Linked DNA regions of Ovis aries: region 1 is linked to region 2. Evidence: chromatin contacts called from public Hi-C data. All regions are on one chromosome and are shown on one strand. The core of a region is the stretch at or near the end of the contact, and the rest is flanking DNA. Distances in the headings are between cores, read along the strand shown. Region 1 holds the start of WAC (WW domain containing adaptor with coiled-coil). Region 2 overlaps WAC (WW domain containing adaptor with coiled-coil).

Region 1 (6,227 bases), core at 2,770-5,269, 46 kb after region 2:
CCACCTGCTGTTATTTCCAAACAAATATGTTTATATGTGTAAGTAGCATACAGCTATGCTATATTTAACAGAGAACTAAACTCCCCTCCCATTCAATAACCATCCAAATATTCCATCTCCATCCAATCTTTTTTTTTTCCATGCAATCTTCTCACCACTATTAACTTCCTCAACCCACCAATTATATACAGAGGAGGCCAATGTTTTCCAATATCTCATCACACTGAATATAGCTGATTTCTATCCTAGGAGGCAAAAAGAGAACCAGAAGAAGCAAGATTTGAAGATAGTTGAAAATCAAGAGACAGAAAGCCATGAGGGACTCTGAGTTTCCTTATTTCAAACACATTATCTATTATGCAATTTAAGATCTTATAAATAATAGAGATGATTAATTGACTTAGTGAAATTGGCTTGTCCCTCAATGAATGCCAAATGTAGACAGGAAATCTGATTATTTTGGTAAATTTTGGATACATTAAATCTGAAAACAATTTATTTTCAGCCTCCTACCACAAAAAACTTGAAGCAAAGTAATAGCTGAAGGGTAAAACCACTGAAATGCACTTTTTAAAAGGTGAGTATCTGAGTACATACAGAAGTTACATTAATAAGACCCTGGAAAATATGAAATAGTATTTTTCTTAGAAAAACCTAACAAAAATTTCCTGTATCATGAATGACTTTCTTAACCCATGAACTGTCTCAAAAAACCTTCTAAATTTTAAAATTCATACTTTACCACAAGAACACACACCTGAACTCCTTAAAAAATAAAATGAAGTAGAAACAAGGATCTCAAAATTAACCAAGCCAAACTGCAATCTTGGAAAGTTGAAAAGCTGAAAATTCCTTTCTTGGAGAAATGTCCTGCATGTCACTCACCATTAATAAAACACTGGTAGGCTACATTCATAAATGCATCCTCTAATTATCACCCACTGGGGTCCAGCTGTAGATTCTGGGGTCAGCATCTTATTTCTACATAATTTGTTTAGGAATCAAAATATTCTGATGACATAAACATTTAGTAACATTTGCAAACTGGAAATATGACTAAAACTTTTTGTCTTACATAGAATTATTATTAATAAATGTAAGTTTCAATAGAAAAAGCTACTCACCACCATCCCTCTCTCTAACTCTGTGAATATGCACATTTTTGGCCTTACTGTGACCTGTGCTGTCACTGTATTTGTTTTCAGGACTATCAGATCTCCGCAACATTTTGTTTGGTGGTGAAGGATCTGCGGCGTCTCGCATTTTTTCATGTCTGTGATCACCACTACTGGGGTGACTCTTCGATGAATACTTAAGTGCCTGTAAAACATCACCCCCCCAAAATAAAAAAGAAATCAAACTTTAATTTCATAAGTCAGTTTTATCATAAAATTTGCTATATTACCTATATTCAGTTTTATAAATTTATAAAATTGAAATTTTCTTTTTGAATTCTGCCTTTAAGTTACTCACACAAGACCTAAACACAAGTTATTGTAAGGCTCATCATACATATCAAAATGTGTTTTTTTTAAAAAACCTTCTATTAATCATCTTGTAAACACAAGAAATCAACACTTTGACAAATTAACTCCTCAAACTTTTCTGCCAGTTAAAAAGTTTAAGTATTCACTGAGTACTACTCTAATGTTTTTGCTCTGCAACTATGCTAGACACAAATACAAATAAGCATAAACATGTTTCTTCGATCTGACCCAAAAAAAGCATCAGAATTCAGAGAATTCTCATCAGAATTTCTCCAATTCTTGGATTCAAGTAAGTAAGGCATTTCAGATCTAGTTTAACTACTCTTGCAGGCATGGGAAACAATTTTAAGGTATAGAAATGTAGGCTCTTATTTCTGACCTATCCTAATGGAACTTAATGGAACTCCCTCAAAAAACATTTAACATATTTAAGACAACCATGATATAGCTGTCTTTTTTAATGCATAATTAACCATGTTTTAGAGTGTGATTCAACAGTTTAATCGTTGACCTATCCAAATGTAATGCACAATGTTTTACCCGTCAAGGAACCTAGATTTTTAACTGGAACTTTAACTCATGCTATCCAGAAACACAACCGTTAGCTTGGAAACCCGCTCTCCTATCCTTTAAGTGGTCAGATGCAGTAAGTATTTACTTCTAGAGTCACCCCACAGTTACAAATTAATGAATTTTCCTCCCCCGGAAAACAGGGGCCAACTCTTTCAAAAAAACTTTTACAATGTTACACGAAGCTGTCACAAAAAGAAAACTATGTACCTAAAACTCCTTTCAGGACAGTGAATTACCCAAGTACTCAAAGATCTCAATTTCTACAAAAAGAAAAGCGCCATCTTTCACTGAAGACAATTATTTCCACCGAAAACAAACTGGGAAGGGGTAATGGTTTACAACACACTTAAAGAGTTGCAAACCCATCAGTGGCTTCTTCCCTGCCCTTCCGTCTAATTCTGATACCTCTGCGTTAACTTTTAGTTTCCCCAAAACAACAAATGAAGGTGATTCCAGAGTTACTGAACACGTTGTCCTACCGAGTCCCGCACACCCGAATAACCGAGTCAGGTCCTTCCTGGACAAGAATCAGTTTTTATTCCCTTCCCCCCACCCTCCCCGCAAAAAGAACTTGAACTTCCTCCCGTCACCTGTCAAAATAAGCCCCCACCCCTCGCCGGCGAGCGCCCCGGGAAGCGAGCGCAGGGTTTCCGGCCCCACCAAGCGGGTTTCGCGTCTGTGGCCCCGAAGGGCCTGCAGCGACCTGTGAAGCCTGCGCTCGAGTAGCGGCTCCTCCCTCCCCCGCCGGCCCCGCCAGCCCCGCAGCCCGCGCCCGCCCCGTGGTACCTGGTAAGGCTGCGCGTCCCCCCGCCGGTCGTGACAGCTGGAAAACAGAAGAAAAGGCCACCTGAGGCCGGAGAACGGGCCCCCAGCGCGGGGCCCGCAGAAAGGCCCCCGCTCCGAATCCCAGCGGCGCTCCGGCCCCAGGCAGCCCGCCCTCCCGCCGCGCGCACACGCTCTCGCTCTCACACCCGCTCACACGCACTCACACGGGCTCCCGCCGGCGAGGGGCCGCCGCCGCCCGCGGCCGTCCACCCCCGACTCCCCCCCCTCCCGCCGCCGCCCGCGCGGCCGCTCCCCCTCCCGGCCGCTCCGGATCAGGGTTAACAACAAAAATGGCGGCGCGGCCGGCCCAGATGAGGAGGAGCGCCCCCCCGCCGCCCGCTCCGCCGCCTCGAAACGAAAAGACGATTTACCCATCACTGAGCCTCTGCTGTTTCCTCGCATACATTACCATCAATGCCCGGCCTGTGAGCGTGTGTCGGGGAGGGGGGAGCGGCCGCGGGAGACGGCGGCGGCGGGCGGGCGCGCAGGCGGCGGGCGGCGCAGGCCCGGCGCGCCCTCGGCGACGCTCAGCACCTCCCCGTCACTGGCGCCGGCGCTCCCGGGCCATCTCCTCAGTCCGCACCACGCTCACGCTCAGCTCAGGCCGGGCAGCGGCGAACCGGGGGGTGGGGGGGAGGGGGCAACACGACGCGTCCTGCTCGCCCCGCGGACAGCGCGACTGCCTCCTCCGCCTTCTCCTCCTCCCGCTCCGCCGCCTCCTCCCCTCCTCCCCCCGCCGCCGCCGCTGGGTCCTTCGCCGCCTCCTCCTCCTGCCGCCGCCGCCGCCGCTGGTGCCGCCGCTGCCGCTCCACCAACTACATCCGGGCAACTCGGCCGCTGCGGCCTTCGGAAACCCTCGGCAGTTTCCGCCGCGCCCCTCCTCTCCCACCCTCGCGCGCGCCGGAACGCCGCCTTCGGCAAACCTCGGCTCGTCGCGGCCCTCCTCTTCCTCCGCGGCCTGGCTCGTCTCCTCGCGACCCGTCCGCTCTTTCCGGTCGCCGCTACCGGTCCGCACGCGCCCTTTCGGCCGCCGCCGTTCCGGCTTAGGGGTAGTCGGGCTCGGGGAGCCGCCCGAGGCTGGTCCCGGGGGCCCCGGGGCGCGCGGGGCGGGGAGCGTCTATGGGAGGAGGCCGGTGGGGCGTGCGAGGAGCCATCGCGGACTAAATAAGGGCGGCTGCGCTGCTGCGCGTGCGCCCGGCGGCGCGGGGGCGGGGGGCGCGCGGAGGAGCGCGCCGGCCGCCGCCCCCGCCCCCGCCCCTGCGGGCTCCGGCCGGGAAGCCCGTGGTTGGGCGGCGGGCGGACGGTGAGCCCAGGTGCTCGTTGCGTGCGCGGCGGCCCGAGCTCCCGCGAGGCCCTCTCCTCGGAACCGGAGCCTCGCTCCCGCCTCAGACCGGCGGCAGACCCAGAACTAGGCCTTCGGCCTCACAGAAGTAAATCATCCCCGGAAGCTCGGGAAAAGGGTAGGTGGTGTTCAGGGTCACCGTGCTTTGTGCCCGAAGCCCGTGCGCCTTCGAAGACCAAGGTGAGGACCCGCGGAGGAAGGGCCAGCGCCGCTGCTTTGAAACACCCGATGAGCCTGCTGATGTAGGGAGACACTCATACTTTCCACCCCAGCCGCGCCCTCCCCACCGTCTCCTTTATTTCTCGTTTTTTTCTCTTTTAGCTCGTCCGCGCTCAGATCCAGTCATCTGGAGTTTGTCGCAGGTGAACTAAGGCCTGGTGGTGGTGGTGGTAGTCGCAGAGTCCTAGCCGACTCTTTGCGACCCCTTGGACTGTAGCCCACCAGGCTCCCCTCTGTCCATGGGATTTTCCAGGCAAGAATACAGAAGTGAATTGCCATTTCCTTCTCTTGGGGATCTTCCCAACCCAGGGATTGAACTTGGAATTGCAGGCGGATTCTTTACCAATTGAGTCACCAGAGAAGCTCCAATAAGACCTGGGAAGTGCTAACGAGTTGCTGCAAATTGAATTTTATAGACTGCTACAGGCACAGTGGCATATTTAGAGGGGAAAATATCCAAGTATACTCCCCAATTAAGCTTTACGTGTGTGTGTATGTTGGTGTGTGTTGGTGATGATTTAGTCCTTAAGTCGTGTCCGGCTCTTTGTGACCTCATGGACTGTAGCCCAGCAGGCGCCTCTGTCCATGGGGTTTTCCAGGCACACGAATACTGGAGTAGGTTGTCATTTCCTTTTCCAGGGGATCTTCCTAACCGAGGGATGGAGCTCAGGTCTCCTGCTTCGCAGGTGGATTCTTTACCAACTGAGCCACCAGGGAAGCCCAAATAAAGGCCTCGGGGGCAGGGCGGGCGGGGCGCTAAATTTGCTGCAAATTGAATTTTATAGACTGCTACAGACTCAGTGGCAACATGGGCATATTTGGAGGAGGAAAATCCAAGTACACCCCCCCAGTTAAGGAGTGTATCTGTGTGTGTGTGTTGTTCGCTCAGTGGTGTCAGACTCTGCCACTACACCGTGGCGAATAGGAATATTGGAAGAGTGAAAAAATCCAAGCTTACCTCCCAGTTAAAGGGGGAGGGGGGTGGCAGCTGTGGCGGTGTGTGTATTGGTCACTTAGTTGTGTCAGACTCTTTGCCACCCCATGGACTGTAGCCCGCTAGGTTCTTCTGTCCATGGGATTCTCCAGGAAAGAATACTGGAGTGGCTTGCCATGCCCTTCTCCAGGGGATCTTTCTGACCCAGGGATGGAAGCTGTTTCCTGCCTTGGCAGGCAGGTTCTTTACCACTATCACCACTATGAGAAGCCCAACCTTTACCTGAGGATGATGTATTCAGGTGGTTTTATTTCTTCTGCTCTAAACTTCTTGTAAGGCAGCATTAACTACAAAGGATAGTAATAAACGTAAACTAAATATACAGCCATTTACATGGAAGAAAAAGGCAAGGTAGGAAACAAATCAGAAGAAACAAGATCCCTTCAAAAATCAGTATCAAAAAATTGATTTAAGTGGTATCTAACCGGTTACATTATTGCTAACCTAATCAAGAGATGGGATGATGTGGGAGGAAAGGACCAGAAATCACAACTGATGGGAAAAAATTTATTTTAATCAGGTAGCCTTATTTGTCAAAAGGTCAGATTTTTGCTGTTTGGGAGGACCAGCAGAGGCCTACTTAGTGCCCTCTAATGCTGTCAGTAACTAAGAGGAAAACTGCCAGTGACTGAAATGGAAGAAAAAGAAAAACGAGAGTGTTTTAAGTGCAATTTTTAACACTTTTGTAACAAGACATCACGTTGGAACAGCACAGAAAATAGTACAGAAGTCTCATGCACAAACAGCTTGAAAGCTGGCAGCAAAATTTATTACTAATTTCTTGTTC
Region 2 (6,798 bases), core at 379-2,878:
ATCAAATCCTAGGTTAGTACAAGTTAATATCTTACTTAACAAAATGTGCTCCAGGGTACAGCATTACAATCACATACTAGTTATTTAAGTTCATCTTCTCCACCCTATTTCTATCGCCCAAAACAGGTTAAGGAAGGAATCTTTTAAAGAAACAAGGAAATTACTTAAATGCTGATATGCAAAAGCAGGTGTTCCATTGTATTATTCTTCCCATGTGTTCTTCCCATTGTATTATTTTCCACTTTACTGAGGTGTGACTGACAAATATAATTTTAAGATATTTTATTTAACCTGGGTTAAAATAATGTGTTTTTTTTAACCTGGGCTACCTAATATTCATCGGTGCGTCTCTTTCATTACAAAAATATTAATCAATGGTGATTTTATATTTTACTTTACTACTCAAAAAAAGTCTATTAGAAGTGATTTTTAGTTGGAAAGTAACCTTCAGATTACTTCAGATTACTAATGTTCAAAAGCCAGCTTCTCAGGTAACATTAAACTCGGTTTGTAAAAAACTGTCATGCCCACTGGGTACATTATGATGAAAAAGACCACCACTTGAAGGTTAATTATATACCTAGAGTTGAAATTTACAGAAAGGGGAACCTTGATTCTAAAAACACATGACATTTAATCCCTGTTCTGTTGTCACTCACATAATGAAATCCCGACACCCTTTAGAATCTGGATGTTGCAAACTTTCTGATACCCATTATTTATGCTGATTTCATTATGCCAATCTATTTCCTGAAAATCAAGATAATCAGAAACTATTTTTCCTGAATAAAGAATTTTTTTTCACCAAAACAATGTCTACATGGCCCGCCTCTGTCCTAACAGCAGATGAACACAAAATCTAAATAGTGATGAAGGGAATATGAAGTTAGTCCTAGACTGTTTAATTAATGGGGCTATTTTTCACAAAAATGGATACTCATTGTAAAATATTCAGTATATTTCTTAGTGAAAATGATTCAGCAGAAGCAGTGTGATGATAACACCTGTGAAAGTTTATCAAGCTGCTATCTGGATCTCAATACCATCCTATGTTCTGTGATGCTAAGGCTGGGACAATGCAAATTACATTCTATTTAGCCAGCTGGCTTTCTGTTAAGTCTGCCAATACCAGACATTAGAGGACTGAAAGGCAGGAGAAAGCAGCCACAGCGGATCCCAGTTTCCAGCTCTCAATCCAGAATCAGAAACTTTCATTATATCCCTCAGAGAACTGTGCCGGGCTCCTCCTCTGAGCAATTAGGTTCTGATAACCCCCAACCTCTTCCTTTTGTTTCCAGTCCTCAGGGGTAATCACTATCTATGCTACTTTTTGTTTTGTGTGTTTGAAATTCTCTGTGCTAAAATAACCAATATGATTTGTTTTCACGAACAGACCCTAATACTTAAAACTAAGCAAAGTTTTTTTTAATGAAAATCATTGATGTCCCAATTTTCTCTGGAAATGTACTAATTACACTGATTCAGCAAGAGACAAAAAATAATAAACCCCAAGAGTTTTCAATACCACTTAAGGTACGATAACCACCTGAATAACCAATGCCTGCAAGATTCAGCCAATACTTTCCTGGCCTTTCAGTTAGTTGTCCTTTTGTCCTTCCTGTAATGGATTTTCCACACTGCTATCAGATGGTTTCTAAAGTGCAAATACAGCAATTCTCTGACTAGGCCCTTGAGGAGCTATCCACTGCCTTCACATACAGTCCACGATCCCTGGGAAGCAGAAAACGCTGTGTGATCTGGCCCCATTCTCTCTGTAACCTGAGCTCCTACCATTTCTCCACACCAGCAAAACCTGTGTTCTCCAAAGTGCTTTTTCACACTTTATGTTTTTGTAGGTGCTGTTCCTTTCCATGCTACACAAATTCAGATCTCTTCCACTACATGGGTTACAGTCAGCCTGTTGGCCAGCACAGCCTCTTCATCCAGGCTCAGTCCCCTCTTGAGGGCTCCCCCAGGACCTTAACATGCACTGATCTAATGGTTTACCGACCTATTGTCAGTCTCCGTATTTCTTTTGTTCTATACATCAAAAATCTATCATCTGCTTGGAAAGTTGAAATCTTATTTCTGCATGAATGTATTAGAACTTTCATTTGAATCCTAACTTTAAAAAGTTCAAACTACTTCATTAACAATTACTTCATTTTTAGAAAAACGTACAGTCTCTCACTGGGTTTCATGCCTTTCAGGACCGAGACCTCTATTATCACTAATGTTTTGTAGGCTATATAATATATAGTAGATACTCAACTTATAGATTTTAAAAACAGAAGTTTATGAAAAAAAAAAAAGAAAAAAAAAAGCTCAAGTCAAGACACAAGTTTCACAATCTGAAGTTCTTTGTATCTCAAGTATCACAACGGTAAATTCTGCTCCACCAAAGGATGTTAATGAAACAATATCAAGATGGCATATTCAGACTATCCTCAGTTTTAATATTAAAGCTAGCTCATTAGTTCAGGCGCATTAAGATCAACTTTGATTTTTTAAAATTTTGCAACATATTCAAAAAACAAAACTGCAAACATTAATATACTTACTGCATCTGAAGTTTTGCTTGGATTATTGCTTGGATTAGAAGAATGTGAATTTGAACTATGAAGAGCACTGTGGTTGTGTGAATTTTCTTGGGGAGAGTAACTGGTCCCTTTAAAAAATAAAAAGCAAAGAGAATTTTAAGTAAGTCATAGCTGATGTTTATACTGGGCTGTCGTCATACTACAGATATATCACTAATTCATCATTGCAAATCTGAATTGTTGTCATTTCTAGCAAACTGTAGTTTTTTTAAAAATTTAAAGTTGTATTAAAGACACAACATACATTTTTTAAAAAGGCCAAAATTTCCACTGATGAGAGAACAAAAGTGACAATTACCCAATTATCCACTGTCCATGGAATTCTCCAGGCAAGAACAGTGGGCTGGGTTGCCATTCCCTTCCCCAGGGGATCTACCCAACCCAGGGATCAAACCCAGGTTTCCTGTATTGCAGGCAGATTCTTTACCATCTGAGCCACCAGGGAAGGCTCAATTATCTACTAAGTTTTTGCAATTACTTTCCAACTTCTTTAAGTTTCCACACTTGCTCTTTAAAGTTTTGACAAATTTTAACTAAAACAGTATAAAGTTTTCAAAAAGTTAAGTTTCAGGGAAGGTGCTTGCTTTCAAGATGATGAAAATGACATCGTATCTCCTCACCACATGACCAGTTGCTTTAAAGTAATTCATGAATTTTATGAACCATGACCATCAGGGATGCCAGTTTTATCTTAAGAAAAGCCAAGATCTAAAAATCCAGACTTGATTAGTAATACAAAAGCTCCACTACCAAAGTAAGTGCTAGTATTTCAGTTTCATTCCATGAATTTTTCATCATAAAGGTAACATAATTCAACTTCCCACCTACTCCTTGTCCCAGAAAATGAACTAGCAAGTGGTATGGAGGCTACAAAATAATGAACAAAACCTGGAAGCAGGAAGAGCAATTTAGATAGTCCAGTGGTCCTGGAAATTAATTAGCAGTCAGAATCAGGGTGGTTATGAGAAGAATTTAGTAAAAATTAACTATTTCAATCAACAAGAACAACTACAGGCCTACCTTTGTTTTATTGGGTTTTGCTTTACTGAACTTCAGATACTGAGTTTCATACAAATTGAAGGTTTGTGTCAATCTTATCAGTGCTATTTTTCCAACAGCATTGGTTCACTTCTTGTCTCTGTGTCACATTTTGGTAATGCTCATAACATTTCAAACTTGTTCACTGTGATTATCTTTGTTACAGTAAACCGTGGAGAGTGATCTTTGATTTACTATTGAATTTGTTTTGAAACACCACAAATGACACCCACACAAGATGGCAAGCCTAAATGATAAATGTGTGTGTTCTGACTGCTCCCCCATGTCTCCCCTTCTCCACGGGCTGTCATTTTCCCTGAGACAAGTGGTATTGAAATTAGGCCAGTTAATAACCCTACAATGGCCTCTATGTGCTCAAGTGAAAGGAAGAGTCATATATCTCTCACTTTAACTGAAAAGCTAGACATGGTTAAGCTTACCGGGGAAGGCAGGTTGAAAGCCAAGACAGAAAGCAAATTGGGCCTCTTGCACCAAACAGTTAGCCAATGTGAATGCAGGAAGAAAGTTCCTGCAGGAAAATTAAAAGTGCTACTCTGGTGAACACACGAAGAAAGCACAACAGCATTACTGCTGATATCGATAAAGTTTGAGTTCAGATGGAGAGAAGATCATACATACCAGCCACAACATTCCCCTAAGCCAAAGCCTAGTGCAGAGCACACATTCTCTTCAATTCTATGAAGGCTGAGAGGTGAGGAAACTGCAGAGAAAAGTCTGAAGCCAAGAGGTTGGTTCCTGAGGCTGAAGCAATGAAGTTGCCTCTGTAACATCAAAGTGAAGCCGCAAGTGCTGATGTAGAAATTGCGGTAAGTCACCAGGAGATCAAGCTAAAATCTTACATTCATGAAGGTGGCTACACTAAACAACAAATTTTTCAACATAGATTGAAACAGCCTTCTATTACTTTCACACAGAGAAGACGTCAATGCCTGGCATCAAAGCTTAAAAGAACAGGCTGACTCTCTCAGGAACTAAGGCAGCTGGTGACTTGAAGTTGAAGCCAATGCTCAGTTACCACCTGAAAATCCCAGGGCCCTTAAGAACTATGCTAAATCTTCTCTGTCTATAAATGGAACAAAGCCTGGATGACAGCACATCTGTTTACAACATGTTTTCAGCCCACTATTAAGATGTATTGTTAAGAAAAAAAGACGCCTCTCAAAGTACTAGGGCTAACTGACAATATGCCTGGTCACCCAAGAGCTTGATGGAAACATACAAGATTCATGCTGTTTTCAGGCCTGCTAACATCTATTGTGCAAGCCCACGGATCAAGGAGTCATTTCAACTTTCTGTTCTTTTTCAGAAATACATTTCATAAAGTCATAATTGCCATAGACATGAGTCTGAAGTAAAGTAAATTAAATACCCTCTGGAAAGAATTCATCATTCTAGATGCCATCAAGAACATTTATGATTCATGCCTGGTAAGAGGTCAAAATATCAGCATTAACAGGAGTATGAAAGAAACGCATTCCAACCCTCACACGTGACTCTGAGTCTTATCAAGACTTCAGTGGAGGAAGGAACTGCAGATGTGGTGGAAACAGCAAGACAACTAGAAGTGGAGCTGAAGAGGAGACTGAACTGTTGCCTCTCATGATAAAGCCTGAACGGATGAGGAGCTGCTTCCCATGGATGAATCAAGAAAGGTTTCTTAAGAGCGAAGCTACTGCTGGTAAAGATGCTGTGAAGACTGTTTGAAATGACAAAGGATTTAGAATATTACAAAAATTTGATTGATAAAAGCAACAGCAGGCTTGGAAATCATTGACTCCAATTTTGAAAGACACAAAATGCTATCAAGCAGCACTGCATGCTAGAGAAACATCCGTGAAAGAGCCAAGCCGGCAAAATGCATTGTCTTAAAGAAATCGCCACAGCCCGCCCAGCCTTCAGTAATCACCACCCCAATCTGTTAGGGCCATCAACATAGCGGCAAGACCTTAAGATTAGGATTCCTGAAGGCTCACAAAAAAGCTTTTTTTTTTTTTAGTAATAAAACTATTTTAAAATTAAGGTGGTTGTTCAGTCGCTTAGGTGTATCTGACTCTTTGCAACTCCATGGACTGCAGCATGCCAGGCTCCCCCGTCCCTACTATCTTATGGAGTTTATGCAAATTCATGTCCACTAAAGTCAGTGATGCTCTCTAACCATCTCATCCTCTGCTGTCCCCTTCTCCTTTTCCCTTCAATCTTTCCCAGCATCAGGGTCTTTTCCAATGAGTCGGGTCTTTCCATAAGGTGGCCAAAGTACTGGAGCTTAAATTAAGGTATGTACATTTTTTTTAGATATAATGCCTTACACACTTAACAGTCGATAGTATAGCATAAACTTTTACATGCACTCGGAAATAAAAAAGCTTGTGTCTCACTTTATTGCAATATTCACTTGACTGAAATGGTCTGGAACCAAAATGGCAATCTCCCCAAGGTATGCCTCCAAATGGGTAAGAGAGGTGGGTTAGGACAGAAGACAACCTAAGGTTTCACATACTCAACTGGAATGGTCAGCAGATCTAAGAAGTCAGAAGTGGAGCAAGAAGTCTGTTCCACTGGAAAGGTGACAGGTAGGGAACTCACACATAGTAACGTAAAAAACAAGCATTATGAGCTCAGAATGAGCAGCAGCAAGGCAAGAGGAAAGGGAATAACCAAGACTTAACGTTGGCTAGAACACAGCCTATTGGGGAAGCTAGAAGCAGACTCAGAGACCCAATAAAGCTAATGATATGACAAAAGATATGTACCTAGGAAAATGAAGGGGTACAAGAGAGGAAAATTTCCCAACAAAACAAGACTGCTGCTTAAGATGTCTAGTGGTTTCTCCATCTACTTGTTTAAATGTACCTTGTTGGATAGTATGTATTTATGTAAAACATTCTCAACTTTTTAAAAAATACAGTAGTCAAATTCTTCAATAAACATTTTAAGACTAAACACAATCGAAAGAAGCAATCAGTCAAGGATAAGCTCCGTGTACAGGGACGTTAACATGCCAGCCTGAGGTTGCCATTCTTAGAAAAGTCAGCTTGCACAGTTGGTCCTCGGCTAGCACAATGACTGTTCAGCAGGGTTTCCACAACAGTAACTGTTAAGAGTGGTTCACTGTGCCTAAGCCTTTCTGTAGAAGATATGG

The links. Hi-C and Micro-C count contacts between places; a contact is called where the count stands out from the background.
Region 1: a contact with region 2 is called in a Hi-C map of liver, with 1.6 times the contacts expected there. The contact joins the promoter of WAC here to the enhancer-like site in region 2. A contact is called at or near these places in 8 of 16 Hi-C or Micro-C datasets (blood, hypothalamus, liver and 5 more).

The regions. Positions count from the first base shown.
Region 1 is chr13:35,543,126-35,549,352 of ARS-UI_Ramb_v3.0, forward strand. WAC (WW domain containing adaptor with coiled-coil) reads right to left here and starts at 4,020. Exons shown (of 13, transcript XM_060397450.1): 1 at 3,809-4,020; 2 at 2,847-2,883; 3 at 1,125-1,320. The coding sequence starts at 1,263.
Region 2 is chr13:35,499,018-35,505,815 of ARS-UI_Ramb_v3.0, forward strand. WAC (WW domain containing adaptor with coiled-coil) reads right to left here. Exons shown (of 13, transcript XM_060397450.1): 4 at 2,562-2,668. Among named protein-coding and RNA genes, the nearest start is that of WAC, 45 kb to the right of the region's middle. Within about 2 kb of position 1,629, at least 1 of the 54 cell types and tissues checked has an H3K27ac peak or open chromatin away from gene starts, as enhancers often do. A contact at or near this core is called in liver, where this site is marked.